Regions from separate parts of the Gossypium hirsutum genome. Here region 1 is linked to region 2. A link is a contact called in public Hi-C data. All regions are on one chromosome and are shown on one strand. The core of a region is the stretch at or near the end of the contact, and the rest is flanking DNA. Distances in the headings are between cores, read along the strand shown.

Region 1 (2,700 bases), core at 73-2,572, 350 kb before region 2:
AGAAATGACTCCTCAATAACGAGGCAAATGCAAAATTGCGGACATGAAAGCATACACAAAAAGACAATAAATGATTTTCACATATAATACACGTGCTAAGGCACATAGGTTTCATCAAATTGGACCACCCAACGAAAAGATGATCTTTTCATTATTCCAAAAATCAACATCTTTCGTGATTTCAGTGTGCAGTTCCAGCTTAGAACCAATGATGAGTTACATCTCCTGATCCTAAGATCGACTAGAAAACTCATTGGACGAATACCTATTGGATGAATACTGAAGATCAGCTAGACTTAGGATAATCAAGTAGCATCCTTTTCGTATGAATGACCAATCATTTCATCTAAAAAACCACAAAATCCAATTTACTTCAGCAACTTAAAACATAAAGTCATTCTACACCATATAATGACCTAGATCCTTTTACAATGAACTTTAGATTCACAAGATGCCATGTTTAAGGGTGACTACATGAACCGATGGGTTCGCCTCAATGATCTTTTTATTTGCTAAAATAGAGCCAATCCCCATTGTTAGATGCCACTCTTAAGGGCAGCCGAATTAACCAACAGGTTCTCCTAGATGATCTTTAATGTAATTACATAACTTATCTTCCTAATCAAACCATTCCAATTATAAAATATTGAATTCCCTCAAAAACTATGACATGATTAATCTATATAGATAAAGTTCCATTAGAAAGAAAAAAAAAAAACCCAAGAATTTTTTACCTTAGCAGAACCCATGTCATTTCTCTTAGCGGCTTCTCGAATTGCCTTCTGTACACCTTTCTCCTCTCTCTGAATATCTAATACAAAATCCACATAAAAATCCCATAAATTTTCTTATAAAAAAACCCCCTTATTTTAAACCTGAATTCTCACATACCCATTAACTGAAAGATTCAAAATTACCACTAAAAAGCAATCATCAATTTCTTTTTTCCAAACAATGAAGGGAAAAAGATGGAAATATCTTGCCTCTAATTTGGCGTTCAATGTTACGGCACTCTTGACGAAGCTTTCTTTGCCAATCTCTTAGTGGTTGTTGTGGATTCGGCTTGGGTTTCAACATATTCTTAAATTTATCCATCTTTACCTTTTCTTTCTCTAAATTAGTCCCTTTTCCTTTCCCTCTCTTCGTAACTTAAAAAAATGGTGAGAAAATTTTGCTAGGAAAGCTTGAGCTTTTAGATCTTTCTATGGAATGGAGCAAAGAAAATGGCTTAGAATCAAAGCTTTCCTGTTTTTCTTTTCTTTTCTTTTTTGCCTCAATTTTCTTTTGCCGTGTTTCGTTTCGGAATCTTTTACCTTTCCCTTTTCCTTTTATATTTTCCGGGAAAATACGTGTTATAGAACAGTCTGCAGCGTACTTAGCAACACGACGTCGTTTCGCCCACCGCGTTAACATTTCCTTCTCGTATTTTTAATTTTATTATTTTATTATAAATTTGAATTAATGTAAACTAATTTATCACAATTTGTATGACAAAATTTATTTCAAACGACAAATCGTGATTAATTAATTTTTTTTATACAATATCTAAAATTAGGTACAGTCTCTCTTTAATTATAAATAGGAGGATAATATATTTCAGTACACTCGAACTTACGTGTTCCTATGTTAGCAATAATTCTCATATCTATCAAATTAAGACTTAATCGAAAATTATAATGTCATTAAAATACAGAAAATCTAAAACATAAGTAATTTTATGATTGTAATCAAAATAACAATTATTTTATATAAAATTTTAATAAATATATTTATTACATAATTTATCACAAACTCATAAAATTCATATTTTTTTTACTTACATTAATAACTATAACAATAAACAAATTAGCTCATGGGAATTTAATATTTAACTTGTTTATACTTTACTTTTTTTATACAATTTTTAGAACTAAAACTATCTATAGTCGCTCCAATTAGAAGAATAATACGTTTTAATACACTCAAAACTTAAATTTTCTTACACTAACAACAAATAAATGATACAAGGCTCCAACTCTGATTTTTTTTTCCACCTAACAACAGTTTTTTGCTTGATTTGTGCCTATTTTCTTGATGGTTGTATTTAAAAGTTATTTCATTAAAAAAAGAAGCAAACATTAAATTAAAAATGAATATGAAGTCATGGATGAAGAATTAACTTGCTAACAGCTTATGCTAAGACTTAGTGATTAAAGCTTCCTTTTGACACTCCATATAATAAACAAAAATTGCTAACACTTTATATCATCATCAACCTTAAACCAATTGAATTGAAAATACAACCAGTTCAACCTTCAGTTCAGTTCTGGGATCCATGCTCATCACAATGCCAACCAAAAAGTAAATACTATGATGCGTTGGACATGAGTAGGACAATATGATTTTCCAAGAAGCTTCCTAACATATTTATATCTGGAAAAAATCCCCTTGTCGAACACATTTTGAACAATGGTACGTAGTTAGGATCCTCTAAATAGAAAAAAAAATATCATCATACACGTGTAAGACAGATATCCGTATCCAACATCCTGGAATGACATTCACAATGTGTGTTACATAAATCTAAGGAGGCAAACACAATCTAGGCTTGGAACTGCCACTCTCAATCTTGAATATCAATGGAGGTAATCCAAATCTATAAATTTGTAAGACCCAAAAAAGAAAAAGAAAAAACTTCTCCAATTGTCTACCAATCTCGGA
Region 2 (2,700 bases), core at 113-2,612:
TAAAGAATTATGATTTTTTTTGGGTTTTTTTACGTGAACTACTCATAATTCTTTTATAATTTTAAATAAGAGGATAATAAATTTTGATATATTCAAATTTACGTTTTTTTATACTAATAATAATATTGATACTAATCAAGTTAAAATTCAATTAACTTTTTAAATTGTTTTTAGCCAAAGCTAATAACTTGAGAAAATAATCCATGCTCGAGAAGGTTGATATAAGAAATGTTTCAATTTAACTCGATAGGAACAACTTCCACGCTTATAAAACTTGCCCAAATCCCGGTTATGGTCGAGGCAGATTACCCCTCAACGAATTTAGAAAGGAAAAAAAAAAAAAAAGGGAAAGCAGGAAGGTAAACAAAGTTCTAACTTCTAACGACCTGTTTCCAAGCTTCAATTAATGGTTTAAAATATTTGGGCTGGGTTTGGTTTTTATATATTAAAAATTTATAAATATAATATTTATAATGTATATATTTTATATGCACTCGAGCCAGGGGCGAAGAAGTTAGGGGGCTGGCATGGTCGCCCGACCCTCCTTAAAATGTAAAATTATTTTTTAAGCTTTTAAAATTTTTAAAAAATTTTAAATTAATAAAGATTAAATTACATTTTGGCTTCTTTAAAATTATAAAAATTCGATTTAATTTTTTACAAATTATAAAGATATAAATTATAAAAAATTAAAATTTCATCTAGCCCCTAAAATTTTTTTCTGACTTCACCCCTGACCTGAGACGGTAAAGTTAGGTTCCTGTTTTAAAGTTTTTGTTCAAGAATTGTTTGATTAAAAAACAGATTTATATTTTTGTTTAAATTTATTTTTCGAATTTTCTCTACTTATTCAAATCTATTTATATATTGGATAGATTTTTGAGTTTAGACAAATAAATCTACCTTTTAATAACTCTACCTGCAATCCTCCCTAAAAATCAAGGACGGAAATTGTTAATGATAGCAAAACAAAAAAAAAACTTGAAAACAAATTTTTTATTTTTATGTATTTATATATCTTTAAAATTTTAATCTATTTTTAATAATAATTTTTTAGAATTTAAAATTTATCATTTTATAAATGTTGTAAACAAATTTATTATATTTAAGATTAAATTGATAGGATATACAAATATCAAAAAAATAAATTTATTATTAAATTAATAATTAATTATTAGGTCCTAAAATAGAATAAAATCAACAATTTAAGGATGAAATTGTATTTTACCCGGTCTAAAAATAAAGAAGTAGGAAACGAATAGACTGTTTTGCCCTTTTACATGATTTAATAAGGGCAGAACGCAAAGGATGCAATCGTAAATTGCCAAATATATATTATATCAGCTTTGGAGTACACTACCATAAAATTCCATCACTCACACTTTCATCACACTCTATTTCAAAGAAAAAAAAAAGAAAAAAACCCTTAGAGAAAATGAAAAACTGATATTCTCCGAAAATTTTCTATTTATGTAGAAAAATATAAGGAAAATAAAAGTAAAAATTTTGCAACTGGACTGAAAGGATATGTCGTCGAAGGGGAAGGGAAAGGAGAAGGAGGTGGTTTATGGGAAACGGAAGGTCAGCGCCGGAAGAAGCGGTGGTGGAGCGGAGGAGAACCGTCGGAAGCGGAAGAATCGGGGAGTTCTTCAGTTCTTTGAAGACGCTGCTGATGTTGATGACAATGAAGCCAGCGATGACAGCGATTTTGATGATTGTATGGCTGATCTGATCGTTTTTCGTTTGTTTTTTTTTTCGTTTTTGTTGGCTTTTGCTTTTTCAATTTGTTTCCTTTTGGAGTCTTGCATTTTCCGGTTGCTTATTTCTGCTTCTGCTAGTTTTTAGGGTTTTTTCTTTGATTTTGTTCTGCATTCTGGTTTTCAAGGTTTTTAGGGTTTTCATTTTTTTAAAAAAATTTAAGCGAAGTTTCAACTTTTTAATATGTTCAATATTCTGGAAGAGATTTTTTTTAGAAATGGAAATCTTGATGAGATTTTGTTGCCATTATTGAGTTTTTGTGAGTGATTTTTTTATCTTATTTTTTATTGGCTGCTGCATGAATAATCATTTTAGGCTGTTTGGGTGTGAAAGTGGGACATTCTGCATGAATAATCATTCTTGAGTTATTGTGAGGGAATTTTTTTGCTTCTGCATGAATAATCATTTTAGGGTGTTTGGTTGTGAAACTGGTACATATTAAGTAGTTTTGAAGTTCTATTTCTCATATGTTTATAGATCTTTGTTAACTGAACATGGAGATGATTGACAGGTTGAGTTTAGAAAGCTTATTAGTGTAGTATTGGTGAATGTGAATGCAACTTCTTAGGAAGTATTTATTTCTAAGGGTTTCAAGGGGTGTTAGATTGGACTTTATTGCTTGGTGCAAGAGGGTCTTTCTTGGAGAAGCTTTTCTTGTTTACTGTGTTTAGGACTCTTGAGGTTGAGGTTGAGTTTGCCTCTGCTTTGATTTTTCTTATGCATTTGTTAATTTTCTGAAGCTTCTTTGGGTGAATGCTTCCGGTTCTTGGGTTGAGCAATTTTCAAACAACTAATTTTTAAAGCCTTGGGATGATTTTTCATAGCTTGTTTGGTAAAGGAGGGATATTTTGGGCATCATGTTCGGAAGTTATTTGATATATCAAGAAGTTTTGAGGCGTATTTACATTGTTACACCATGCATGAGGGCCCTTGAAGAACTTT

What was found. A called contact is a pair of places that touch in the nucleus more often than the background predicts.
Region 1: a Hi-C map of leaf shows a contact between it and region 2, with 2.1 times the contacts expected there. The contact joins the promoter of LOC107934530 here to the promoter of LOC107939271 in region 2. A contact is called at or near these places in 2 of 34 Hi-C or Micro-C datasets (both in leaf).

Annotation. Positions count from the first base shown.
Region 1 is chrA10:110,438,773-110,441,472 of Gossypium_hirsutum_v2.1, reverse strand. It overlaps LOC107934530 (vacuolar protein sorting-associated protein 24 homolog 1), which reads right to left and starts at 1,322. Exons shown (of 6, transcript XM_016866979.2): 1 at 984-1,322; 2 at 735-811. The coding sequence starts at 1,095. LOC107934552 reads right to left here. Exons shown (of 5, transcript XM_016867003.2): 5 at 2,475-2,700.
Region 2 is chrA10:110,090,058-110,092,757 of Gossypium_hirsutum_v2.1, reverse strand. LOC107939271 (protein RNA-directed DNA methylation 3) reads left to right here and starts at 1,362. Exons shown (of 19, transcript XM_041078064.1): 1 at 1,362-1,717. The coding sequence starts at 1,528.